7 separate regions of the Mus musculus genome follow, and all the other regions are linked to region 3. A link is a contact called in public promoter capture Hi-C data. All regions are on one chromosome and are shown on one strand. Each heading gives the region's core, a stretch centred on a gene start, on an enhancer-like site or on the middle of the called end of the contact. The rest is flanking DNA. Distances are from core to core; before and after follow the strand shown. Region 1 holds the start of Zfp207 (zinc finger protein 207). Region 2 holds the start of AI662270 (expressed sequence AI662270). Region 3 holds the start of Ccl2 (chemokine (C-C motif) ligand 2). Region 4 holds the start of AA465934 (expressed sequence AA465934). Region 5 holds the start of Taf15 (TATA-box binding protein associated factor 15). Region 6 holds the start of Myo1d (myosin ID). Region 7 overlaps Asic2 (acid-sensing (proton-gated) ion channel 2).

Region 1 (3,783 bases), core at 888-3,387, 1.7 Mb before region 3:
ATAATAAATCTTTAAATTTCACATTATTGTGTAGGGTCTAAGCATGGAATGTACACACTAAATGACACAGAGGTCAGACATCACCTTTTGGAGCCTACTTCTCTGAGTTCTGGGATTATAGGCTGTGCTTCCATGGAATGCCTAGGGTTGACCCAAAGCTTTGTGCATGCTGGGCAAACATTCTACCTACTAAGCTCCAGACCCATACAGATCCAGCCCCTTAACTATCTGATCTATATTAACAGGTTAAAAATGACCCCAATATCCTGGGTTTGTTGAGAAAATATAAAAACACAACTCATGAAATGTTTCATGGATATATTCCCTGATTTTACTTCTTTTTTTTTTCTTTCTTTCTCTCTTTTACTGATTTGTTTATTGTTTGTTTGTTTGATAAGACAGGGTTTCTCTGTGTAGCCTTAGCTGTCCTGGAACCCTCTGTAGGCCAGGCTGGAGATCTGCCAGCCTCTGCCTCCCAGTGTTGGGATTAAAGGCAAGGCTGTGACTCTACATTTTTAAAGCACAAGCTTGTAGAGTCCTATTGATTCCACTTATGGGGTTCATCTCATGAAAACAGGGTAGTGTCCTAGCAACCGTATGAACTCAGAAACATCAGATTCTCATAGATCTGTGCAAACACAGTATAGGTTGTCCCGAAGACAGAATTCAGACAGAATTGAAAGGCAACCTAAGACTTTGGGCGGCAGTATTAGAAAATTGTAAAAGTTAAAAAAAGGAGTAATTAAGCCAGGCAGTGGTGGTCCATGACTTTAATCCTAGCACTTGGGAGGCAGAGGCAGGCGGATTTCTGCTTTTGAGGCTAGCCTGGTCTACAGAGTGAGTTTCAGTGCTCTTAACAGCTGAGCCATCTCTCCAGGCCCCTCAATCTTACTTTTAAATGAAGTTTCATGTATCCCAGGCATTATTTAATTCACTATGTAACTGAGGTTAGACCTTTAACTCCAGCCTCAGCCTCCTGGAATTCCCTGATTGCAGGCATGTTCCACCAACATTTTTTGTTTGCGAACCTTTCTGTGGTTTCAAGAGACTTCAGCATATACAATATCCAATTCTCTTACACTCTTCCTTGCCACATTTTCCAGGATTATCTTTTGCCAGCAACACTTTTCCTGTCTTGTTACTTTTAAGTTCAAATCCTCAAACACTGCATTTTATCAGTAATTAAAACTTCGATACAAGGTTTCTCTACATAACCCTGAATGTTCTATGTAGGCAGGAACCTGGCTATACATTCAGATCCACCAGCCTCAGCCTTTTGAGTGCTGGGATTAAAGGCATGCACCATCCATGCTTGGCTCACTGCATTTTAAAAAAAAAATTTTTTTTTTTTTATTCAAAGACAAGATCAGGCTTTGTTCTCCAGGCTAGCCTCTAAGTCTTAGCCTCATAGCATTTTCTGTCTTGGCCTTCTGAGTGCTGGGACAACAGACACAAGACCCAGGTAATAAGATAACTTAAGCTTTCTCCCACTGCATCTTCTTTCATCTTTCTAAACATTCCTATGTTCTCCGAAGCCGCTTAAGGATTGCCTTTTTGCGATTCTGAAGCACTTCACATTTCCCTTATCGCTACTGCTGATCTCACCCATACTGCTTCCTAGACTGTGGTTCACTGAAAAAAAAAACGGTAACTCTTCCTTGACCATATACGCCCCACTCCCGAAAGGCAACTGAAACAAGATTTAAAAATTGACCAGGTCGCAATCCGGGCGTGTGCCTTTAATCCCAAACAGTCGCTGGCAGGCAGAAGCAGGCGCATCTTTGAGTTTGAGGCCAGCTTGGTCATTTCCTCTATCAGCAGGGCTATGAAGAGACCCATCTCAAAAAATAAAAGCAAAACACACAACAGCAAAAAACAAAACAAAACAAAACCCAAATTGACCATGTCCCAATTATCTTTATTTATTTGTAATCTATCCTTAATTATACTCCTAATCTTTTCCTCCCTTCAATTTGCATACGGGATAGCCGACGTACTGGATGACCCAAGCTCTAAAGGATCAGCGTCCTCAGCCCGGGAGCGCCACCACCACTTAACCCCATTAAGATGGCGGCAGCGCCCGCTCAGCCACTCAGGGCCGAAGCCTGCGTCACGTGACCCGCACAGCTCTCACCGCGGTGGCTGATGGGAGGTGGAGATAGAACGAGGGTGTCGGCCATTTTGTGTCTGTTTCCTGCGGGACGCGCTGGTGGCGGTTGGTGTGGAGAACTCTGCGAGTCTCTTGGGTTTTTTGTTTTTTGTTTTTTCCAGCTTCTTTCCGCCTCTATTCTGCCTGTTCTGTAGGGCGCAGTTATGGGTCGCAAGAAGAAGAAGCAGCTCAAGCCGTGGTGCTGGTATCCTTTGTGGGGTTGACGTGGAGGCCGAGCGTGGGTGTCGCTTCTTGAGAACACAAGTCTGATAGGTTTGGGTTAAGCCTGTTTGGTAGGGCCCGGCCGGGCCCAGCCGAGCCTTTGTGCTGTGGCTGGGTTAGGATTTGGGGTGGTTTCTTGTAAAATGGGGTTCTTCGGGCGAGAGGGCTCCGGAGTTTGGTGGCGCTGAACTCGGTGACTCAGGCGCTTGTTTGTCGCGATCATTGGGCCTGGAGACGTTCCCCAAGTGCAGTCGTCCCTAAGAACTCCTGTCTCCGTTGTTTCGTTGAAGACCCCACAAAGGGACTTGAGTTTGGGGTAAATGTCCTGACTCCCTGGATAATTGAACTGTGACTAGCCCCCCCCCCCTCGCGGTGAAGAATCGGCTTCCGCCTCTCTTTCGGGCGCCTTAATCTTGGGGAAGCGGTTGCTTAACTGGGTGGAGTTTCTATTATCGTTACCCAATTTTGTAGGACTGGTTAAACTGTTAAGAAGGAAAACAATTTTCTCTCTTTTTTTTTTTTTTTTTTTTTTGTGGATAACGTATTACGCTAAACTGATTTTTTTTAATCTATTACAAGAAAACTATTTGTCTCAAGACAAATTTGTTTTTAAAATAGTTAAGTAGCTAAAAATCCGTCACGAATTATTTAATGCACTCACAGAAAAAGTCTTGCGAGGTCAGAACTCTTAGTATATGCGAATTTACATTTCCTGAATGCATAGATTAATAATGAAACTGGAAGAAATTTTATGGATTCTTAGTTGAATGTGCCCTTTGTCATGAGTTGTATAATGGATTATGAATTCCCAGTTTCAACTCTATTGTATATTTAATGAATTGTGAAATTGCCTCCCCCCCCCCTCTGTCTTTTTATTTGGGATTGGGGGTCTGGTTGTCTGGAAATTGCTCTGTCCACCAGGCTGGCCTCCGCCTGTCTCTGCTTCCCCAGTGCTGGGATTGAAGGCATGGATCACCACTGCCCAGTTTGAAGTTGCCTTTTCTTTTGAAAAGAAATATTTTGAGTTAGTCTTGCTGTCTGACCTGGCACTCAGAATAAATATCTGCCTTTGCATGTGGAGTGTTGAAATCAAAGGCATGGGGTATGCCAGGCTAAAAGATTTTTATTTGGGCTTATGATCTTAGACTGCATACCAAGTTTATCTAGTTCAGATGTAGTCATTCCTGCCACAGATTGCCTGCAGTGTGCCACTGGTCCTGGCTCACTTGATTTTGGTTAACCCTTTCTCCTTCATGGAACTCCTTTTATTTGTTTTTGTTCTTTAAGACAGGTTTTCTCAGTGTGTCTCAGTCTGTCCTGGAACTTGCTCTGTAGGCTAGCCTGGCCTGAAATTTAAGAGTTCCACTTGTTTCTGGCTCCCAAGTGCTGCGATTAAAGGCACTACTGTCTAG
Region 2 (3,698 bases), core at 421-2,920, 1.2 Mb after region 3:
AGCTATAACCCACTTTCAGAGCCAGCAATAACGAAGAACATTATAGAACAATTTGAATATTACCCATATTTAAACAACATTTGAATTTCTATTATATTAAATCCAGTGTTCAGGAAAACCAGAGGTGAATTCTGAGCACAAGTAACTGGCAGAAGGAATAAGAAATAACATTTATTCTTGAATTCGTGACCAGGCAGAAACTAGCATGCAATGGTCATGTACATTCATACACATAAGATCCACATCTAAACATACAGGGTAGAAATCAGACTCATCCATAGCTTGGACAGGAGCTGGTTCTGGCCTGATGCAGAAGAGGGACAAGGCAGTTTGGCAGTGCCTGGCTTCCATGTGGGACCCCAGGTTTTACAAAGCTCTCCATTGAGCCCGGGGATTTACTTGTGAATCCTTCATCCAACCCCATCCCCTTATGCATACTCAGTGTTCTGAGATGTGAAGTTTTTATCAATGCAGTTTTCCTGCTCCCAAGAAGCAGCTGAAGGTGGAGCTAGGCACCACCTGGAGCCCTGGGTGCAGCTGTGCCTTACAGCCCTGAGTCAGAACATACAAACATAGGATAGATACATAAGAGAGGACAATGACATGTAACGATTGGACTTCTTTCCTTCAGAGGTCCATCAGTCCCTCTTGTGTCATCTAGTTTCATAGCCTTCCAAGTCTTAACACACAAAGATGGATCAGATATTGACTTAAGAGACCAAAATATACATGACATCAAAGACAACTGTAACAAATGACTAGTGTCTCATAGAGGTTCCATCAGTCTGACAAGGAGAATGTAATGGACAGGAGTCTGTTTCAGAGGCATCCTTGCATAATCCCTGGAGTACCAGGCATCCTGGGGAATTCTCACTTTAGCTGTGCAACTAGACATTGGAACACTGATGACTGTGCCAGGTCCTTGGCCACTCTGATTTCTGCCTCCCAGCATCGCCTGAGTGCATCTGCAGGGTTTATGTTTATACTGGGTTTTGCTGGGAAAAAAAAAAATGAACGCAACCACTTCAGGCCAAATTTAAAGCAAACATTTATGAAATATTAAATACGGACCAAGACTACTGAGAGGAGCTTACAGGCTTGCTGTATGGAATCTTCTCAGGAGAGAGAAGACAAAAGGTCATGACTCTTGATTTCATCCACTGGCCAGCACTGAGTAAAACCAGGACTAACGATCTGGCACCAAAGGTAAAAGCAAAATCCTTGTAGTTGAGTTAGGGGTGCATTATGTGAAGGTGGCTCTCTATATACTCAATGTTGAGGGATAAACCATCAGCAAACTAAGCACTAGCCAGACAGCTGAGTGCGAGCCGGATCTTGGTATTATTTCTTTTTTTGTTGTTGTCGGGGTTTTTTTGTTTTTGTTTTTTTGTTTTGTTATGTTTTTTTGTTTTTTTCGAGACAGGGTTTCTCTGTGTAGCCCTGGCTGTCACTGGCACTCACTTTGTAGACCAGGCTGGCCTCGAACTCAGAAATCTGCCTGCCTCTTAGTATTATTTCTGTGGCCTATCAGAGGTCCTATATTTTGTAAATATTAGACCTTCTTTACTTGCTTATTGGCTGTAATAAAGAGCTGACAGCCAATAGCTGGGCAGAGAGTGGAGGGCAGAACTTCCTGGGGAGGGACTCTGGAAAAAGAAAGCAAAGGCGCCAAAGTCGCCTGGGGCCTCGGAGATGAAAGATGGACCTGAACAGGAGCAGAGACGCAGAGCTGGCCACACATGGAAGGTAATGCCAGGACAAATCGGGATGAACTAGAAAGTTGGTTGGAAATCTGCCCAGCTATAGGCTTAAGCTTTAAAATACCCGATAGCCTCTGTGTCATCATTTGTACTGCTTCTGGGTCAGAAAGTCCTGCTATATAACTGAAATCACACGGGGGGCCTCTTTAGAAGAAACTGACCAGTGCGGAAGGAACAATATCCTCAGATCATGGAGAGCAAGAGAAGGAAACACAGAAAATAACCATGAGGCCTGAGAAATGTTTTGAATGTATGTGAGATTTATCACATCCTTCCTGCAACCGCTCCTGTCACCCTCCCTGAAGGCTGTCAAGAAAGGACAAGGAGACCAGCATGTGGTTTTAGTTTCTGCCACAAGGCTCACATGAGTCCCTCTGTATCGCCTGGCTGGCCCTTCCTTCCTCCGCATCCAGGCTAACTTTAAAATCCAACCTGAAGGTTTTAAAAATCCAATTATAAGTTAGCCTATATATTAGATGGGGGGGGGGGGGAGGAAACTTCATATTAAAAGCCCTGTATAAAATGCACTCTTTACTGCATTGAGTTTGGTCAAGAGTTTTCGTGGCTGCCTGTTAGTTTGTGTTACCAAAACGAAACATTGAAACATCGGCATGGAAGTTTCTTCTAGGAGCCTGCCCCCAGTTGGTAAGTGAGGAAACATGCATGCCCCTGCCTGAATTAAGGGGGAGGGTTGGGTACAAAAGCAGGAAGTACGTAAAGATATGTGTTTGCTTCTAATTGGACCTGATGGGAAAGCCAAATGGCTTTATGGGTATACGCCTTTAGATGACTCTGCAAACTACCTCTGCCGCCATTTTCTGGGGACCCGGAGTGGTTCTGGGCAAAATCCTTCATCTTGGCTGAATGAAAAAGAGAAAGAAAGAAAGAAAACATGACTGGTCCTGGTTTTCGGCGCCATGTGTATGAGAAAAAGAAATAAAAAGAAAGGAAGAGGACTGGTCCCAGGTATAGTGGAAGAGAAAGTTTGTGGATTGAAAGGGAGGCAGAGCCACGGGGCAGAATCTTCTTGGAGCGTCCAGAATGAACATGTCCCTAGCTTTTTTAGGAGATGGAGGAGAGGGAGGGAGGAAAGAGAGGTACCAGGTGCAGCAGCCCGGGTTGGCATTTTGTCTAGGCTCTGCCCACAGTTTCTGGCAACAGCCAGGTATACCTGACTCACTATAAAAGGGACTGCTTGCCCCCTCCTCACTTTTGCTCTCTGCTCTTCTCCTCTTGCCCTTGCTCCCTTACTCACTTCCTCCCTCTCCTCATTCCCCTCCCTACTCTCCACGTGCTCATGGCCAGCCACTACTATCTCTGCCTTTCTCTGTCTCTACTCCCTCAACTCACATCCCTATGCCCTACATTCTATTCTATATTATACCATCCCGTGGCTGGTACCTCAGGGGGAAGGGATGCCTCAGCATGAGCCAGCAAAGGGACCCTTTCCCCAACACCTTACTATGCCTCCACCAAACATATCCCTGCCTTCTTCTCTTTCTTTTTATAAAATACAACAGCCAGGAAGCCCAAAGGAGAGAGAGATGGGTCTGGTAACCAAAATGGTTGAATTGGAAGTGCAGTTGGGGAAAGGTGGCCCAACACTGAGCTGGAGAGTTCAGGGTAGGAGCAGAACATGCCTTCCAGGAACGCCCTGGAACTGGCAGGGACTGAGGGATGCATGGAGAAACTAGCAGCTCATGTCTGGTTTGATATGATAACTAGGCACTTTATCCATTTGCTTGCTTCAATTTTGACTCAAAACTTGTGGAACTGACTCTTGTGATTCTCGGGTTGAACAGGGAGGATAATAGAACCTCTGTGATAGATGAATGAAAATATATACCCAAATGTTTGGTTCCATGCAGGAGGAAAACCAAATAGCCTTAGAACTCATGGAATTTGTCCCACCGGTTAGCACAACCACATCAAGAGGCA
Region 3 (3,663 bases), core at 274-2,773:
AACCCTGTCTCGAAAAACCAAAAAACAAATCTCAGGTCCAGGGAAGCATTCTGGAAGCACCAGCCCCACCCCCACCCCGTGTCACCTGTGTTACCTATGGGTAATTAGGTTTTTGACAACTGACTATGCCTGGCTCCTGGTAAGCCATCACAATGCTGCTAAGGACCACTTGCCATGGAATAAACACAGCAGCTTGTTTGATAAAGCTTATTTCCTATCACAAATATATTAACTTCAGAACTGTTCTCTTCCAAGCATCCCCCCATTCCTTTACAGTCATTGTCTCCACGACTCTCTATGAAAGACAAATCTTGGGTACAACTCTGCCAATCAGGAAAGACTCAAAAGGATGCTACAGAGGAAGGAGGAAATCAAGATACCTGAGTGGAAGACTCCGCTCAGCCACTGGCACGCATGTGAGAGCGCCACTCTTTTTATCAAGAGTCTGCTGAAATGAATTCTAAGGGCTTTCAGATTTTATCGCTTTGATCACACTGTTTGTGAAGAAATCTAAACCTGGAAAGCTGAATTAAGCCAGACATTCCAGTTGGCTCACTCATGGTCCCTGGAAATCACGAAGGAAACAGGGCAGAGAGCTACCAGGAGTAGTAAACGCTAACACACAGGCTTCTAATTCATCATGACTTAACCAAAAGGCATGTTTCTCCATGGCCCGTTAGCTGTCTGTTAGTTTGAAGGTAATGTGATGATAGCCAGGCTGGAGCTACCTGGGTCCTGTTCCAGGGACTCTTAGGGCAGTTACCTACATGACCCTTCTGGACCTCAGCTGCCTGATCTGAGAATGGGGAGTAACAGCATCTACTTACCAGAGCTGGGGAAATTAGAGACTGCACTGTGAAGGGTTCCAACCACTCCTGGCCCAGAGTAAGCACTAGGTGAGTTTTATATAGAAATTTCTTCTGCACCATGAGCTCATGTATATGGCTTTCCAGGTCTGGACTTTTACAACTCAGACAGTTCATATCAATGTCACAAAGCTTCTTAGTGCTGCAAAATATCTGGTAACCACCAAGTGGAGAGAATGCTGTATTCAACAAGGCCTGATAACCAAGGACTCAGCCGACTTACTGGGGGTCCTTTCCCAGCTGCAAGGTTCCTTGAGCCAGGGGCAAGCTAGGCTGTGTTTCCAAGCATCTTCTTCCTAAGGACTTTAGGTTCCTTGGCCACTTCCTTTTATTTCAGTGAAAGCAGAGCCACTCCATTCACACTTGTGGTCACAGTAGTACAATTACTGCCAATTCTTCCCTCTTTCCCCCCCCCCCCCCCTACTCCCTGCGCAGCTTCATTTGCTCCCAGGAGTGGCTAGAAAAATACCAAATTCCAACCCACAGTTTCTCTCTTCCACTTCCTGGAAACACCCGAGGGCTCTGCACTTACTCAGCGGATTCAACTTCCACTTTCCATCACTTATCCAGGGTGATGCTACTCCTTGGCACCAAGCACCCTGCCTGACTCCACCCCCCTGGCTTACAATAAAAGGCTGCCTCAGAGCAGCCAGAAGTGCAGAGAGCCAGACGGGAGGAAGGCCAGCCCAGCACCAGCACCAGCCAACTCTCACTGAAGCCAGCTCTCTCTTCCTCCACCACCATGCAGGTCCCTGTCATGCTTCTGGGCCTGCTGTTCACAGTTGCCGGCTGGAGCATCCACGTGTTGGCTCAGCCAGGTGAGACCCCCCCAGCTCCCTTCCCAGCATATCACCCCATTTTTGAATTGTCGTGGATTGTGATAGCATAGTCTCACATGGTCAGGTACTTTTTTTTTTTTCTTTAACCAAGATAAGGAGCATAAAGAAGGAAGGACAAAGAGCCAACCCAATTACAAGATTGCTTCTGGAAAGCAACTAGAATTTTAATTGTTAGATCTAAATTTGGAATCACACCTTCATATAGTTCCTGTTCCAGTTACTTCCCTCAGTATTTGGGAACCTGGGTGATCAAACAGAGGCTTGGGTTGGTGCCTTTTTCCAGATAGAGGAGAAAGGGGAAGAGATCCAAGATCCGAGCTGTGTTTCACCCAGCCCTGCTTCCAGAGATAGCAGCTTAGCGGAGGTGGTTGGGATCAGAGATACTCATGATTTGATTTTTTTTTTTTTTTTTTTTTTTTTTTTTTTTTTGCAGCCTACAGTAATGTACTCAGGTAATCTTCTCAGGTCATAGTAATTTGACTTCTAACTCCCCCAAATGACAGTCCCCAGAGTCACATAGTTTTAATGGCATCCCTCTACCCAAGACTGTGAGCCTACTTTAAGCTGCAAATAACTGAGTCTGTTGTCAAAGATCACATCCCAGATCTGATGTATTGGCATTTATATCCCATCCTGCTGAAACTGCCTTCTCCCCGTGGTCCTTCTCTTCTCTAAGGTCAGAAGCATCTTTCCTGTCCTAATGTGCTTCTCTTTTACTCTCCAGATGCAGTTAACGCCCCACTCACCTGCTGCTACTCATTCACCAGCAAGATGATCCCAATGAGTAGGCTGGAGAGCTACAAGAGGATCACCAGCAGCAGGTGTCCCAAAGAAGCTGTAGTGTGAGTTACATACCCCGGCCCTCCCTGGTCCAAAGGTTTTTCCTTAAGAACAAGGGATGGTCCTCATATACTTATAGTCAGTCACACACTCAGATCCAATGGGGAAACCAAGGCCAAGAAGGCAAAGGCAGTTCTCAACAGCATTGTCTCTATGGCTGCTGTTCAGGCCCTTTCTACTCCACAAGCTTATCTTAGAAAACCTGCAGGAGAAGCAGGTCACTTTGAGTCCCCTTTTTCTACCTGCCCTCCCCCGCTGAGCTCTACACAGCCCCTCCATGTATACCAGACTGAACTTCATCTAACAGTGTCTTTTCTCTTCCCACAGTTTTGTCACCAAGCTCAAGAGAGAGGTCTGTGCTGACCCCAAGAAGGAATGGGTCCAGACATACATTAAAAACCTGGATCGGAACCAAATGAGATCAGAACCTACAACTTTATTTAAAACTGCATCTGCCCTAAGGTCTTCAGCACCTTTGAATGTGAAGTTGACCCGTAAATCTGAAGCTAATGCATCCACTACCTTTTCCACAACCACCTCAAGCACTTCTGTAGGAGTGACCAGTGTGACAGTGAACTAGTGTGACTCGGACTGTGATGCCTTAATTAATATTAAACTTATTTAACTTATTGATGTTATGGTATTCCCTTTCATGAATACTAAAATTTCTTAAATGCAAGGTGTGGATCCATTTTTCCCTCTCTGTGAATCCAGATTCAACACTTTCAATGTATGAGAGATGAATTTTGTAAAGATGAATGGGTAAACTTTGTGTTTGAGATTCCAAGGTATTGTTTAAAATATTATTATGGATATTCCTTATTATTAAAAGAAATATATTATTTTTGTACACCAGTCTGACTTTGAGTGTTTTCTTGAGGGAAACTGCAAAGCTGAGAGTATATAAGCTTGGAGAGCAACACAGGTTGGGACACATATTGTGGGGGAACAGGAGAGTGAATGGCCCACTCTTTTGTATTGAATGGTCTTATCTGAGTGTCATAGACTCTTCAAGATGGGGCCCAGTCAGGGATGCTAGTACCATTGTTTTGGTCCCTAGCATTGCTTCTCAGATACATGCTCAACAAAAGCCCCAGTCCTTCCCAGTCACATGTCCT
Region 4 (3,760 bases), core at 359-2,858, 1.3 Mb after region 3:
AGGCTGAGTAACCCAGGGGAAGTAAGCCAGTAAAGAACATCCCTCCATGGCTTCTGCATCAGCTCCTGCTTTCTGACCTGCTTGAGTTCCAGTCCTGACTTCCCTTGGTGGTGAACAGCAGTATGGAAGTGTAAGCTGAATAAACTCTTTTCTCCCCAACTGCTTCTTGGTCATGATGTTTGTGCGGGAATAGAAACCCTGACTAAGACAGATGGTCTAGTATAGGCAACACTTTGTTACTTCCTATGCTCCCTTTTATTTCTTTGAGACCCTTTGCCAATCCCCTATTGATCATCACAATCCTTGTTTGTCACCTCTCCATTTCCACTGTCATTATCACTTAACTCTTCTTAGCTCTTGAAATCAGTTTCGGAGTGTTTACACTGTCTCACTCTGAACATGCGTGTACACTGTTTCCTTAAATATTACTCTGATCACTTCATTACTTGGCCTCTGAAATATTCAGTCTCCCTCTACTCTTCAAGTTTGCATCCAACTGGTTTGTGCTCTTAGCAAAGTCTCAGCCTGTCTTCCTAATCTCCTATCACTAACACAGGAGTCCTTAAACTTTGCAGTGACTCAGAATTGTTCCTGGAGTGCTTGAAGTATTCTATTGGGTCAGTTATGGGTCACAATCAATTTGGAGTTTTTACTATTACTTTTTTACACTGGACGACGGACGATTAACAGGTCTTTGCTTGTTTCTAGAGTTCACGGAATTTTGAGAAGCACCCCAACAATGATTTTTAGCTTTGCCAACATTTGGAAAACTAGATTTTTCAGCTAACTCATCTTGAGTTTAATAATTTTCTTGATCTTTCTGTCTCTCTATACTTCTGACTATCCTGGAGCTCCCTATTAGATCAAGGTGGTCTCAAACTAAGATATGCTTCTGCCTCCTCCTAAGTACTGGGTTTAAAGGCGTGCATCACCACGCCAGGGGGGAATCAGGAGATCTTAAGGCTCTTCAGGACCTAAATGAAATGTCTCTTCTCCCAGGAGATCGTCCGTGCTGGCCTTGGCAATTTGATATTTAGCTGCACTTTTCTCAGGGCATCTTTAATTATTTAGAATGCCCAATACCAGGGTTTGATTACCAGCACTCACATGGCAGCTCACAACCATCTGTAACTCCAGTTCCAGAAGATCTGATACCTGTTTCTGATCTCTGCGGGCTCTGTGTTGGCATAGTGCACAGACACGAATGCAGGCAAAACACACATGTATAATCACAAATAGATCATTTTTAAAATCTGTTTTTTTTTTAAAAAGTGTTCAAGATAGGAGTCTCTCTCTTCTCCCCATTCTCCATCGAAGCAATGGTAAAATCACTACGCCTAACAGTCGCCCGGAGTCCCGTGAGTAGAGAATTGTGTAAGAAGAAAACCAGCGTCGCTTTCTGAGCAAAAACCACAGGCCTAAGTCGCGAGACACAGACCCAGACGCCTAGAAAGCCCGGGGAAGCAGCCTCCACCTTTAGGTCAGCTCCACCCCTTGCTTTCACTTCACCTTTCGATTGGCTGCTCTTCATGCAGGCACCGCCTTATAGTTGTCACGTGAAGCTCTGGCTGCCGTGGGATTGGCTTACTGACGCGCGCGGGGCTGTGGGATGCAGGCCCGAAGAGGCGGAGGGGAGAGGACGCGGGAAGCCAGTGTGCCCCGGACGCAGTGTCCTAGCGCTCATCGGGTCATCCTCTGCAGCCCAGATTGTCCCTGTCCAAGACTGCGGAATGAAGAATCCAGGTTGGGAGCCGATTGAAGCCCCGACTCCGTCCTCAGTCCTCTTTCCCTACCAAGGATGGCTTCAGGCTCCCGAAGTTGGCGGGTTTGGACTTTTATCTTTTTTTTTTTTTTTTTTTTTTTTTTTTTTTTTTTGCTTTGAGAACCTGTGTGTAAGTCCTCTCTGGTCAGCAAAGGAATCTGTGCAGAGCGCCATGAATTAGAGGATGGGGGAATGAGTGCTTGAAGATGCCCGAGGTATGGTCCTTATCCGTGTGACATTTGGAGGTAAGATGGCGTTATAAATTGTGCTCATGCATTTCTAATTAAAAGCCATGGGATTAGGCTTACCAAGGTCACTTAATTGAACCCTTTTGTTCCAGGCTGTTAACACGCTTCCCCAGTTCTTTAGGAACTCAGTGAGATGGGGCTGGTGGGAGAGATGGGGGAAAACTCGTGAACTGGCGCATAGTTGGCACACCAGTTGCCATGAGATGAGTGCTGTGAGGCAGAGAACTAGGTACCTGCTGGCATGGCAGGAACTTGGAATCAGGTACCACCATGTCTGTCTGGATCTTTAAGCGGAATCGGTTTCACAAACTTTGCTTCTGTAATTCAAAGGGCAGAGCCTTCCTTTGGGATTAATCGAGATAAGGTTTCCTGTGTAAAGTGGCAGCAGTATGGAGAGGCAGAGCTGACAGCAGGAAGGGTTTCTCTGGGGCAGGGGAACACAAGCTCTAATAGTAGATTTGAGAACTTTAATAGTCTAGGTTGGGTAGTCTGTAAGATTCGTTAGGATTATGTTATTAACTAGTTAAGGGGTAAATGGGTTATTTTGGGGTTTTTATTTTGTTGTTTTTAAAAGATTTATTTATTTCATGTATATGGGTACACTGTCGCTGTCTTCAGACATGCTAGAGGAGGCCCATTACAGATGGTTGTGAGCCACCATGTGGTTGCTAGGAATTGAACTCAGAACCCCTGGAAGAGCAGTCAGTGCTCTTAACCACTGAGCCATCTCTCCAGCCCCTTTATTTTGTTTTAAAGACAGAGTCTGTATAGCTAGCCCACCATGGCCTCAAACTCAGGATTCTTCTGCCCCAGCCTCCCAAAGCAGTAGGATTACAGGTGTAACCACCACTGCCCCTGGCTTGATTTTTGTTGTTTTGGAGGTTGTTTGGTTGTGGTGATGGTCTTTCTGGGAATTGACCTAAGGCCTCATTCATTGTTTTGAAATCCCTTGAATACCACAGTAGTTTGTATATTATTTCCTGGACCATGGGGAGAAAGTGGATGCTTTAGTGACTGAATTACACTTTTATAGGTTTAAAGTCAGCATATATATGTGCTGGAATCCAGGGAAAACAGAGGCAGAAGACCCACTGAATCACAGTGTTGTGAAACAGATGAGCTTTAAATCAGTTATTGACCCTATGCAAGAGCAGCCAGTGCTCTGAACCACTGAGCTATCTCTCCAGTGCCTGTAGTTTCACCTATTATTAGTAAAGGGTGGATGTTGAGAAGTTAGAGATGGAAAAATAGAAACCTGGTATTCAGACCTTCCTAATTCTGCTATTAAGTGGTATAGAGCTTTAGAAGACCCTAACCTCTCAAGAAGTTTTTTTTTTTTTTTTTTTTTTTTTTTTAGGTTTCCTTCAAGCTATTTTTTTAAATTAGGTATTTTCTTCATTTACATTTCCAATGCTATCCCAAAAGTCCCCCATACCCTGCCCTCCGACTCCCCTGCCCACCTACTCCCACTTCTTGGCTCTGGCATTCCCCTGTACTGACTCTCAAGAGTTTTTGACTGAAATTAGGAGTTTCTGGTAGGAAAAAAATTATGATGTAGAGCTTTGCTTGTTCACTGTACACTTTCCTGTGTTGCTCAGGACTCCTTGGCTCCCGTCTTACCCACTGGAGTAGCTGGAACTGCAAGCACGAGTCACTGTGCCCGACATTGTGACTATGTCTTTTATCTTCCTTGGCAGTTGAATTCTATGTTAAATGGATAATAGGAAATCTTTTCTACAGCTACTACTTT
Region 5 (3,932 bases), core at 973-3,472, 1.4 Mb after region 3:
CTAGTTCCTGATCTTTCTTTATAGCTCAGTTTAGGCAGCACCTCATGCAGGAGGCTTTCCTTCATAAGGCTACCTTCCTATGGATGAAGTGTCCTATTTTTAGAACACTTTCCACCCCTGGAACATTCAAGTCTGGTAGGGACCACAGGCCTGCACCCTGCCTATTATATTATGTGACTGCAGTTTCTGAGACCAGCAGGCTGGGTTTCTTTCTCTATCTCTAGGGTTTCCCAGGTTCTACACACAGAGTAGATCTTAGGAAATGGAAACTGGATAATGATATAAACTTACACTGTCAAAGATGAGCAATACTCTGTATATCTTTCTTAAAAACAAAAACAAAATTAGAACCCAGAAGATCTTTCTTTCTCCTGTAGCCTGGTTCTCTACAATTGCATAAGCTCTTCTCTGGGTTCCTCTCCTCGATACAGATGCTAAAGTACCATGGCTCATAGTCATGAAAGAACTTTTATTTCTTTATTTCTTTAGCCTTGCCTTTTGGTCCTGTCTAAAGGTTCCTAAAATCCTCTGTCTATACAGATACAATGAGGAGAAAGGACCTCATGCTCTTTTCTGACCTGAAGGTATCAATTCTGAACTTACCCTTTCTTTGCTCCATTCTAGTCTTTTCCGCTTGGTCCCTGTCACAGTGCAGGACACCTCTATCTGGCCATTTCTTGCATAGGCTTTCATGGCCTCCTAAGTGTCTGTGACTTCTGCACTTCCCTCTGCAGTTACTTTATGAGTCCAGTGCACTGCGATCTCTCTCACTAGCATTATTATTAAGCCACTCAAGTGATCTTCCTGCTTAAAATATTTTGTTTTAAGACAAAAATAAAAAAGGCCCTCTGCAGTCCTGTGTGTCCTGGAACTCACTATGTATACCAGTTTGGCCTCAAATTCAGAGGTCCTCCTGATTCCACTTTCTAGTACTGGGCCATGCTACCTCAATTGGTTTTAAAAATTATCAGTGCTGGGAATTGAGCCCAGGGACTCAAGCATGTTAGGCCAGGCTTGGATCACTGAGCAAAATTCTTAGTCTCGCTTCTCTCTCCCACTTTTAGGCACCTCGCAACTCCAACCTATTCTTCATTCTACAGCTGGAAAATACATATCTAATCTCCACCTTTTGAAGTTCTCTAGTGGGTGGATCCACCACCTTCAGGACAAAGTTCAAACTAAGAGGCCTCAGCTATATACCCTCCTACTTTTCTGGCAAGTTCAACTTTTCTCCCCTGGAGGCTACACTTCAAACATATCAAATTACTTGTTCTACACCAAGTCTGGACAGATCTTTTGCCCAATTCAACTTGAATAACTCATCACCCAGGTCTTCGTTCAGGTGTCACTCACTCGGGGAAATGTCCTTGCAGATTCTCGAGTTTTCCAAGCCCTTTTCCCAACTGAGCTTACTCTACGGCTTTCCGGTAAAACCCCTTAGCAACAGGGTCTGGTTACCAGGCTTCAAAATTCCACCTTTGCCCTTGGTTAGCCTCAGGCTATCCGGCTGTATCCGCAACTGGGGGAAACTATTTCATCAGTCTGTTGTGCGAATTAAATGAGATGATGTAAGGCGCTGACAATTTAAGAGTTAGCTGTTACAGAGGACTAAGAAAGATCCATTCCCGTGTCTCCTTATTCCCGGAGCCAGTTATGCGCGTGACTTAGACTGAAGTCACATTTTTGTTCTGGTCTCACTTCGATTTTTTTATTGGACAAGGTGGTTATAACAGCCCCGGAGGCGATCAGGTATGGAGCTTGTCACGACTTTCGTTCCGCTCGCTGCCCAGACTCGGGACGCCCCCAAGTGGTTCAAGTTCTGCAGCAAGAGCCCGAGCGAGGCCGACCACACCATTCCCGATTTTAAAGGAAGAATCGACTTTCCCAGGCATTAAGTTCTTATTTATAAAAGGGGAGCCTCGTCTTTCGCTTCATAGCTTCAAAGTCTACCAGACCCGGTAAAACTAGAACTGGGGTTGTGAATGGGGCGGAGCGAGCTGGCTCGCTTTCCTCCCCTAGCCCCAGGAGGGCATTGGTACTTTCCTCTCTCAATTCCCTCTCAATAATGGTACGGTCGCGGAGGGGAGATCCGGGAGGACTCTAAGGCTCGGCGGAACGGAGTGGCGTGGAATCACCCCTCCGGCTTCGGCGCAGTGGTATCGCCTGCCGCGCGCTGATTGGCTGCCGAGGGCCCGCAGTCGGCCTCAGCCCGCCGCGCCGCCCTCAGAGCAGCTCCAGCAGCCGCGCCGCCTGGCTTTTCGTTTTCCTTGTTCTCCGCGGGCCGTGGCGGGGCTCCGCGCCGCGGCTGTTAGTCATGTCGGGTAGGTGACTCCGTCAGCGAGCAGCGGCAGCGGCGAGAAGGGGTCCGGTGGGTTCTGGCCGTCTTCCCGCCCACCGGAGGGCCGCGAGGGAAAGACTCCGGCCTGAGGGAGGCTGGGGTGGGGGGAGGGAGGGGGGCGGCCGCGTCGCCGCCATGTTGGACCGGAGGCACGCACGCTCCCAACGCTCCCTGGCTACAAATCACGGCGGGAGCGCCCCGGAGCTCTTTTGATCCTGCCCTTGGAACCTGGGGAGATGAGCAGCTCCCCGGGGAGGGTGTGTGTGAGTTGGGGGGGGGGCGGAGGCCCGTCTACGCCATCGTAAGGGCGGGGGGAGCCGAGATCTGAGCATCAGCCTGAGGACTGGGGGCTTCGGGTCCTCCGCGCCGACTCAGATCTCTCAGCGAGGCCTCCGGCCGGTCGTCTCGCCACCTCGTTCCTCTGTTTCCCCATCCGAGAAGTGGAGCTGGGCCTTCCTGACTCACCCATTCATCAGGTGGGAGTCTTACGCTCTGGGAGCCCTTTTCGAAGCACTTTGCCTTACCCGAAGTCGCGCTACGGTCATTCCCTCTGCTGTAACCATTGGGGTTGCGGGGCGGTGTTTGTTTATTGGGCTTCACCTTTGTACTCCCTCCTCCACTTGTTAATCTCCTGAACTTAGAATTAAGCCTTGCCAGTTACTGACGAGCACTTTTAGGTCTTCGTGGCATTTCCCTTAAGACTTTAGAGACCAAGGACAGCGTCTTCCTCAAATTAGTATTTATAGAGGCCACTGCTGTGTGGAAGTGAGGCTTTCCCCCCTCCGGACAGGCAGTCTGGGTCCTGTTAAACCAGAACTTAAAAGTCCTCTGAATTCTAACAGTTCCAGTTGACCACATAAGGTCCTTTCTTTGGGCTACACTTACAGGTGGCAAAGACAGACCCAGAACGAGAGTTCTTTACTTCTGAGGAAAACATTGCCTAAAGCCATATGGCTGAGATGACATAATGACTTTGGTAGTTTTTCACCTACTTATGAGAGAAAGGATCTCATGAGGTATCCTTGGCTCAACTGGAACTCGATATGGAGTCCAGGCTGGCCCCAAACTCACAGATCCACCTAACCGCTGGCACTAAAGGTGTGCACCACTATGCTTGGAAGATTTGCCCTTTTATTAATTAATTGGCAATCCTTTTCTAAAGGTTTTCCCAGTCCACCTGGAGGGATGTGTATGATCAAATCTGCAATTGGAGAAGATTCAAAAGGAGCGAGAAAGACGGGACAGAGAATGATGGTCTTCCCTCAGATTAGCAATGATACTGAGGAGCTAGAAATCTCATCTTTTTGGGTAGGGTACCTGTATGGTGGAAAAAGCTAGGCTGAAGTGAAGTTAGCTCTTTTTAAATTCTGCTTTTTGTTCAAACAAGGGATTATTAGTTCCAGAGGAGAAATTGGCATATTTTTTCCAGGTAAAGGTCCAGAAAAGGATGTACAAGTGCATCCTTAGGAAGGGTATATGTAGGTTAACCGTGACTTAGAAAATTAAATAGCTCTCTTCATGTAGGAATTACCAAGATTCAGTGTAAGCAGTGCTCAGGGATTGTTTGGGACAGGATCTTCCAGTGTGTCCTAGG
Region 6 (3,904 bases), core at 1,346-3,845, 1.3 Mb before region 3:
AGAGAAAACATTTTATCAATGCTGACCAGGTTCAGACTTTTTCTTGTCATTAGCTCTTAGTAATAGCAGCAACACTTTACATCGCATTACACTGTATTGGGTATTATTAGTAACACAATACAATGATTTAACATACACAAGAGGGGCTAGAGAGGCAGCTCAGTGATAGAGCACACAAAAAGATTGAACAAGAGTTCAGTCTCCAAGACTGAGAAGGACTATATATACATATATACATATGTATATATGATGGTATGTGTATACAGGCTATATGCAAATAAGACTCCCTTATCCAAAACTTCATTCTCTGCAATTTCAGATGAAGTATCAATGAAGGTGAATATGGCACAAAGAGAAACTGCAAGAAATTCCATCTAACTTTTCTTACTGTCATAATAGTTCTGTTTTATATGAGTCATTTTTCATCACCAGGTATGTAGTTAAAGGGAAAAACACAGCATATACAGTTTATCCACTAGGGGGTTTCTTGGAATCCATGACCCACATATATGAAGGGGCTAGTATTCTGCTATGTCAGTTTATACAACTCAGGAATCCTCTGATTGTAATTTTTAAAAGAGAGCCTTGAAAAACTCTCCAGACTGACCTCAAACTCATTTCCCGGCATCACACACACGCACACACACCCTGAGAAGTAGGTGGGATGATAGGTGAGTATCCTCAGATTCTAGAATTCACGGGGACTCTTGGGATAGACTTTCTGGGGACACTGGGGGACTACATATAACTCCGCAACATTCTATTTAGGAATACTCTGTGTATCTTGAGAGCACTACCCTAGGAAACCCGGGGAGTCCTAGAATACAAGCACTGAAAACTCCTGGAAACGGAGGGCCACAGACAAGGCCAGTTTATGGCAGGCATGTGTAGTTTGCAGGCCAGTGTTCCTGCTCCAGACACAAGGAAGCCTGACGCAGAACAGATGAGGGCTGATGATGCAGCCCTGTTTGTTAGTTGATAGCGTGATTGCCTAATGCGCCAAGCCCTGGGTTTGATGCCTAGCACTACAGAAATCAAGTGCAGCAGTGCATACCTGTACTCCCAGCAGGAAGTAAAGGTAGGTGGAGCAAAAGTTCAAGTTCACCCTAGCCATATTGCAGAACAGAACATATGAAATTATTTGTTTTGTTAATTTAAAAATTAAAACAGGTTTTTTTAAAAATTACAGAATTGTAGTTGACAGTAAAATTGAGGTAAATATCCAAACCTAATTATGATTTTCAGGTTTAAGTTTAAAAAGTGATATTTGGCTATAAAGTTTACAAGTAACAGACAGAGCAAAGCTTCCGGGAAAACACAAACAAACAAATAAACAAGTAAGCACACGCTTCAAGCTGAAACTCCGTTTCAGTTTTTTTTTAAAGTCAAAACACTTTAATACTCAGATTACATATTACTGTTTGAAAATGAAATAATTACGTATAGAAGACTTTCTAAAATAAGTTCCTCTTGGAAGCCCATTTTGGGGCATTGTGTTGTAACTAAATTCTCAAAGATGTCAGTAACACAAAGGCTCCATCCATACATAACTCCTTGAAAAAACTGAAACCATGGACGCCTTGTCAAATTCAGACAGTTTATCTTGGCACTGGCAAGTACAGCAGTCTCTTCGATGTCTGGAAACGGGTCTAATTACGTCGAATGAGTAACTAAAAAATAGCCCGTGTCCCGGAACAGACAGCTTAGGGTTCACTCCATAGCATCCTGAATGGTAGGATGGAACCACGCCAGAAAGAAAGAAAAGAGAAAAAAAAAAGAAGAAGAAGAAGAGGAAGGAAAGAAACGAGAAAAGAAAATCGAGCGTGAAAGCAGGAGATAGATGCCAGGCTCTTTTAAAACAACCTTCCAGTTTTCCTGGGGCTGCCAGGGCCATCACGCCGCTCCTAAGTTTTTCTTTTCCCTTACTTTTGTTCCATTAAGTCACCCGGTCCCGCCCACATCATTTACCTGGCTCAGGGCGGGCTGGTGCACCCCTAAGCGACCTCAAGCCCAGCATGCCCCTAATCAAGACACCACACAGGGACGACCCCAGACCCCTAAAGTGCAGTCCTAGACCTCATCACACCCTGGAGTCCCAAGGCCGCACCAAGGAAGAGTCCTCTCTCTGGGAGGCGTGACCACCCAGCGCCGCGGACCCCCTGTCACCCCGCCGCACTCACTCGCGGGAGCTGCTCGCCCCGGTCACCCCGAATCCTCAGCAGCGCCCCCTCTCGGGAAACCCCGGCATGGCTGTCGAGACGCGCTCACCTGAGCCTAAGGTTGGCCATGAACTCGGGCATGGAGACGGTGTCCATCAGCACGAAGTCCGCCTTGCCGAACTCAAGGCTCTCCTGCTCCGCCATGGCGCCGGCTCAGGTGGGAGCGCTCGGGTTGGGGCGGGGGTGCTCGGCACCTTTGGGCGGGGTCGGGCCGGAGAGAGAGAGAGAGCGAGAGAGACGGCCGCCACTCCTCAGAGCTCCAGCCGGCGCGGCTCTGAACGGGCGAGGCCGGCGGCTTCCGCTCCTCCCGCGGTGGCTGCGGGTTGTGTGGGGGCCGTGGTGGCGAGACGGAGACGGCGGCGGCTGGTCCCGCCTCTAGCCTGGGTCCCGCTGGGCCCCGCCCCGCCCCGCCCCGGCCGCTCGGGCTCCGCCCCGCCGATGAGCCCGCCCAACCCCGGCCCAGCCGCCTCCTCACCTGGGCGGCGCGCACGCGTGGGGCGGGGACGCGCTCTGGGCCAGCCGCGGCGGCTAAGCGGCAGCGCCCCCTAAAGACAGGCACGGGCATCTAGCGTGGCGGGGAGCCGTGTGGACCTGACTCTGGGTAGAATAGGCCTTGTTGCCTTCTTCAACCCCTGCCTAGTAGATGCCAACAAACTTACAAATTTACAAACTTATAACTTGAGCGGCTTTGGCGCGAATTATCCATTATGATTCCCTCACATTCTTCTGTGCTCATGTGCCATCCATCCTTGAAATGGTGGCTGAATAGTTATGGCAATGGTAGAGAATACTTCCAGGTCACCGAAATGTTTAGAGCTGTTCTAAGTGCTTTAGCAAACTTAAGTAACTTGTCACACTGCTAGGAAGTGGAGGAGCTGCGACTTCGTGGAGGTCATCTGATTTACGAACCCCAGCATTCAGCCACATGGCTTACTCTTCATTTCCAGTGGTCCATTTTTTTCCACTCATGTGAGCATGTCATCAGACTAGTACCTTATACTAGTAATTTTTTAAAAAATGTATGAATCATCTCCTCGGGATGATTGCAGCTTCTAGCATAGAGGACCATGTCCTAAACTTTTTTTTTATATCCCCCACCTCCACTCTCTACACATTCCAAGAAGCTTATAGTAGTAGTTTGTATTATAAATAAGAAATCCATGAAATTAGTTCCATAGATTGTAATGAGTTATGATCTCCAATTTCAAGACACACTGGGTGTTCTTAAAATGGTTTTTGTTGGGGGGAGGGGTGTTGCTGGAGAGATGGCTCAGTGGCTAAAAGCACTTGCTGTTCTTACAGAGGACCAGAGTTAATTTCCCAGCATCCACAACAATAGCTTTGCCTGTAACTCCAGTTCAAGGAGATGAGACACCCTCTTCATACCTCTGAGGGTACCAGGCAGGAACATATATACATGCAGGGACTCACACAGTCACATAAAATAAAGGTGAATAAATATTTTTTTTTTAAACTTTTCTTTCAGGGGCTGGTGAGATGGCTCAGCGGGTAAGAGCACTGACTACTCTTCCCAAGGTCCTGAGTTCAAATCCCAGCAACAACGTGGTGGCTCACAACCACCCATAATGAGATCTGACACCCTCTTCTGGTGCATCTGAAATCAGCTATAGTGTACTTATGAATAATAATGAATGAATCTTTGGGCTGGAGAGAGCAGGGACTGA
Region 7 (3,978 bases), core at 1,000-3,499, 1.2 Mb before region 3:
AGTGTTGTAGAACCTTTAGAACCACCACCAGTTTCAGGGAGGCACACCCAGCCCATCTGTGGTATTGCCCATCTGTGGCTAAGGACGTGGAGGTCTCCAAGTAATCACTGGGGCAGGGCAGAGCTGGCAAGGACCTATTCACAGGTAGGTTAGTCTACTAACTCAGCCGTTCTCTGGACAGCTGGCCCAGCCTGGCTTTCTGCCCAGATTCCTCTGGGCACAGTGGTCCTGGGCAGGCTTACTCTTGCCTGGGTTAGGAAGTTGGAAGAACTGACATGCTCCTGGGCCTCTTGTTTGAGAATCTTTGAGAAACATGGCCCCAGGCACCTCTAATGGTTATAGCCCCTCAGTCTGTGAGTGGCAGAAGTGACTGGTAGGCATTGTAGTTTCCTATCTGGGGACTGATGGGTTTTCCTGGGGGATGCCTCCTCTTGTGGGCTGGCTAGGCTCTGGAAGACAGTTCGTAGAAGACAGGCATCTCAGAGGGCAGACTTGTGAGTGGTGTGTACTCCTGAGTGTGCTGTGTGTGGTATGCAAATCTGTGAATATGGTCTGAATGTGTGTGTGTGTGTGTGTGTGTGTGAGTGCACACATGTGTGAGTGTTGTAGGAATGCATGTGATACATGTATGCTTGAGTATGATATGTGTGTGATGCATGTGCATATAATATGTTGGGTATGATATGTTGTATATAGATGTGGACTCACCAAGGATATGAAACCCTGCCCTGGTCCCTCTGTGGAAGGGACTCAGGGCTGTTGTCTGCACAGCCTGACCTCTTCTCATCACTCCACTCCCTCTCTGTGATGTAGGACAAGTCCAAAGAGAGGAGGAGGAGGGTGACCATTTCTTTCATATCCACTTCTCCTTAAGATTCCTGCCCCATGCTTAGGAGAAGTGTCTTTGTGTGGATGGAATGAAGCTATTGCCTTAGCCAGGCTTGGTTCTGTGTCTGGGTATTCCTCCACCTTGTCGTTTCCCCTGAGGGTAACCCCAAATCTTACCTCGTAAATGTAATCAAAGAGCTCTAGTATTGTAAGGATACTAGCACCAATGAACAATCCCATTTGACCACCAATGTCACCTGCAGAGGAAGAGGAGAGACCAGAGATTGGGTTTTACACAAGATCCAGGAACGGGTAAAGAGACGATGAACTCAGAAGCCAGAGCTCTTGAGTGTGCCCCCTCTAAGGTTAGCCTGAGCCTGGCTGTGGGAGGGCCAGCCCTTTGCCAGGCCCACCTTCACTTCCATTGACAATGAGAGCCGAGTAAGTCACTAGCCAGCAGGGTTGGAGCTGGCCACTCACGGATGAGGTCCACGAGCCTGCATGGGAGTGAACGAAGTCCTGAGTGGATGTGAATCATTGACACAGGCACTGTCACGCTGAGGACCCCAATGCTGATCCCGCATGGGAGAGGCAAAACCTTCTTTGGGTGAGGATGGCAAAGCCTGCTTCAGGTCTGTGTGTGAATGTAGATAGTGTGTGTAGAAAATGTTCACTATTGACATCTCCCCCAGATGTTTACAACCTGAAGACTGCTCCTACTGAGATCAGTGGAGCCTGACTCCTTGTTCAGCTGTATATAAGAACCCTACCTCCTTATTCAGCAGTGTGTAATAATCCTGCTTATTTGTTCCGCTGTATGTGATGACCCTACCTACCTAGGTTCACGATGGCCTCCTTTTGTTCCTGTCCATCCCCTTTGCTCTAATGCAAGCTTACCGAGTAGTGCATATGTCTGTAGGAGCACATCAGGTGTGAGAGGTGCCATTTGCACTGGTGTGCAGCACATCTGGATTGCAGTTAGCATAGACAAGGTACAGAATGTGGGGAGGCAGCATGTCTGATCATCACTTTATATGAGTGCATACCTCTTTCTAGGTACACAGTGGGTATGTGTGTGATAGATGTGGCTGGAGTGTGCCTGAGTGTGTACAGCATGTGTGAGAATTGTGTAGGTGTGGGTGTGTTCCTGTGTGTGCTATGAAGGTGTATGTAATATAATGAGTATGTGGGCATATAGGCATGAAGTGTGCCTGCCTAGGGTTGCTGTGTGCATGGATGTGCCTCTGAAGCTGTGCAGTGGGACGCGGGGCGTGCAGCTGTGTGTGTGTGCCTGTGCGTGTGCGTGTGTGTGTGTTGGCTCTGGAGCATCATGGGCACATGGACCTGTAGGTTGGTTTCAGTTTCAGTGTGTATAGTGTGGGCATTGACATGGAGGTGCTGGGTGGCATGCATATGGGGCAGTGGTGAGAAAAGGCAGAGCCAGGCCTGATGGCTGAAGGTTTGTATGTGGCACATACTTCCCTCACAGGAGGCACAGATGGCGGCACCAATTCCTCACAGGCTATTCTGGGCAGGAACAAGATGCTGGGAATAAGCTCATCCTGATATCAGATGCAGACATGACAGATTCAAAGCCTGGACCCTTTTGTGCTCTCTCTCTCTCTCTCTCTCTCTCTCTCTCTCTCTGTGTGTGTGTGTGTGTGTGTGTGTAGGACAGGGAGGGAGGGGGGAAGAAGAGGGAGAGAGAGAAAGAGGGGTGGAGATCCAACATGAGTGAGCAAGGGTGGTGCGTGGTGGTGCGGTGCCAGGAAGGAAAGGGGAAATGACAGACCTCCAGGGGTGAGTGAGGGGCGTGGCTTATGCTATGTTGCTCAGGGTCTTGAACCACATTACCTAGGAGCCTAAGTGACAGCTATCTCCACACAGCTGGCACTTTACAAAGTTTTGTCCCTACCTTTCTTGATGGAATATAGAAATGTTCACATGGCCCTGGTCATACCAGATGTGACTGGGGTTCTGGCATGGTGACTACCCAGGTGCCACAAGCTGATATTGATGGACTTTATCTGAGTTAACTACCACAGTGACCTGAGTGTGATGGGTGATCTCCATTGTCAACTCGGCTAGATTGAGAAGCATCTGTGAGATTGGTAAGGCATACCTGTGGGTGGGTTTTAAAGGACATTTCTAAGATGATTAACAACTCTAAATATGGGAGTCACCGTTCAATGGGTTGTGGGCCTGGGTGGAGTAGACAGGGAAAAGAAAAACGGAAAAAGAAAAAAGGAAAAAGGAGAGTCTGCTGGCACAGGCATATTTCCTCCTTCTTTCCCTCCCTCCCTCCCTCCCTCCCTCCCTCCCTCCCTCCCTCCCTCCCTCCCTCCCTCTCTCCCTCCATCCTTCCCTCCTCTTCTGCCCCCTGTCTTCTGGCTGACATGTTCTGGCTGTTCTATCAATCACATTATTCCTAGAACCCTGGACTAAAAACCCTGAAATCATGAGCCCGAACAAGCTCTTCCCCTCTTTAAGTTGTTTCCTTCACGAAAAGTCAGACCGACAGGGTAGGCGATAGGAAGCCTGCTTTACAGAAACCTGAGGTTCAGCAAGGGGGAGCCCCTTGTCGGAATCTTCACAGCTACCCCCCAGAAGGGTAGCTAAAAACCTGATCTTCCTTCTATACTTCCAGGTGGAGCCTGCCCCTTCCAGGATGCTACTATCACTTAGTTTGCACTGTGTCCTTTCTTTAGAGTGGGTAGGAGGGGGCACAGGTTCAGGGGCTGGGCCCTTGAACAGAATGGGAGTGTCCAAATGGGTAGGGTAGGGTACTGTTGAACTCAATTCCTTGTGTACGTTATTTCCCATCAGGACCAGGGCAGCCAATGTGAGTTGTGTAAGAGTAGCAGTCAGGTTGGTGTCCACCTGGGGTGATCATCTCTTCCTGTTTGAGAAAGGGCTCTGGGTCCAGGGGACAATAATTAGCTTCTCAGTGCATTGCTGTCTCGGCTCCATCAGGGTCCCTGAGAGTTTGGATGCCTGGGAACCACCCAAGTTAAGCATCCCCTTCTTCAATGCTCCTGCTAGCACACAGGCCCTGGGAGGCTAACTCCAACCTAGACGCAGAGACTATGGAATCCAAGAGGGCAGGCCTGGAGAGGCCCTGAGAGACCTTTATGTTCATTCCTCACCACA

What was found. Promoter capture Hi-C pulls out the DNA fragments that hold promoters and counts their contacts.
Region 1: a promoter capture Hi-C map of the 3T3-L1 cell line shows a contact between it and region 3, with 7 times the contacts expected there. The contact joins the promoter of Zfp207 here to the promoter of Ccl2 in region 3. A contact is called at or near these places in 2 of 39 promoter capture datasets (both in the 3T3-L1 cell line).
Region 2: a promoter capture Hi-C map of hippocampal neurons shows a contact between it and region 3, with 5 times the contacts expected there. The contact joins the promoter of AI662270 here to the promoter of Ccl2 in region 3. A contact is called at or near these places in 5 of 39 promoter capture datasets (cranial neural crest, hippocampal neurons, liver and 2 more).
Region 4: a contact with region 3 is called in a promoter capture Hi-C map of hippocampal neurons, with 3 times the contacts expected there. The contact joins the promoter of AA465934 here to the promoter of Ccl2 in region 3. A contact is called at or near these places in 6 of 39 promoter capture datasets (the 3T3-L1 cell line, 3T3-L1-derived adipocytes, hippocampal neurons and 2 more) and 1 of 115 datasets of contacts at active chromatin or transcription factors (the NIH/3T3 cell line).
Region 5: a promoter capture Hi-C map of liver shows a contact between it and region 3, with 2.1 times the contacts expected there. The contact joins the promoter of Taf15 here to the promoter of Ccl2 in region 3. A contact is called at or near these places in 4 of 39 promoter capture datasets (the 3T3-L1 cell line, hippocampal neurons and liver).
Region 6: a contact with region 3 is called in a promoter capture Hi-C map of hippocampal neurons, with 3 times the contacts expected there. The contact joins the promoter of Myo1d here to the promoter of Ccl2 in region 3. A contact is called at or near these places in 10 of 39 promoter capture datasets (the 3T3-L1 cell line, 3T3-L1-derived adipocytes, embryonic stem cells and 5 more).
Region 7: a contact with region 3 is called in a promoter capture Hi-C map of hippocampal neurons, with 2.4 times the contacts expected there. The contact joins the enhancer-like site here to the promoter of Ccl2 in region 3. A contact is called at or near these places in 8 of 39 promoter capture datasets (the 3T3-L1 cell line, embryonic stem cells, frontonasal cranial neural crest and 4 more).

The regions. Positions count from the first base shown.
Region 1 is chr11:80,381,142-80,384,924 of GRCm38.p6, forward strand. Zfp207 (zinc finger protein 207) reads left to right here and starts at 2,138. Exons shown (of 12, transcript NM_001130169.1): 1 at 2,138-2,354. The coding sequence starts at 2,314.
Region 2 is chr11:83,221,906-83,225,603 of GRCm38.p6, forward strand. It overlaps AI662270 (expressed sequence AI662270), which reads left to right and starts at 1,671. Exons shown (of 4, transcript NR_015519.1): 1 at 1,671-1,746; 2 at 2,305-2,405; 3 at 2,547-2,726; 4 at 3,629-3,698.
Region 3 is chr11:82,034,054-82,037,716 of GRCm38.p6, forward strand. It overlaps Ccl2 (chemokine (C-C motif) ligand 2), which reads left to right and starts at 1,524. Exons shown (of 3, transcript NM_011333.3): 1 at 1,524-1,684; 2 at 2,430-2,547; 3 at 2,873-3,399. The coding sequence starts at 1,609. The coding sequence ends at 3,125.
Region 4 is chr11:83,290,091-83,293,850 of GRCm38.p6, forward strand. AA465934 (expressed sequence AA465934) reads left to right here and starts at 1,609. Exons shown (of 3, transcript NR_028363.2): 1 at 1,609-1,743; 2 at 1,884-2,007. AI450353 (expressed sequence AI450353) reads left to right here and starts at 3,340. Exons shown (of 1, transcript NR_028364.2): 1 at 3,340-3,760.
Region 5 is chr11:83,470,886-83,474,817 of GRCm38.p6, forward strand. It overlaps Taf15 (TATA-box binding protein associated factor 15), which reads left to right and starts at 2,223. Exons shown (of 16, transcript NM_027427.3): 1 at 2,223-2,321. The coding sequence starts at 2,315.
Region 6 is chr11:80,777,430-80,781,333 of GRCm38.p6, forward strand. Myo1d (myosin ID) reads right to left here and starts at 2,596. Exons shown (of 22, transcript NM_177390.3): 1 at 2,269-2,596. The coding sequence starts at 2,363.
Region 7 is chr11:80,882,417-80,886,394 of GRCm38.p6, forward strand. Asic2 (acid-sensing (proton-gated) ion channel 2) reads right to left here. Exons shown (of 10, transcript NM_007384.3): 8 at 1,006-1,085. Among named protein-coding and RNA genes, the nearest start is that of Gm51909, 13 kb to the right of the region's middle. Within about 2 kb of position 2,250, at least 9 of the 459 cell types and tissues checked have an H3K27ac peak or open chromatin away from gene starts, as enhancers often do. A contact at or near this core is called in hippocampal neurons, where this site is marked.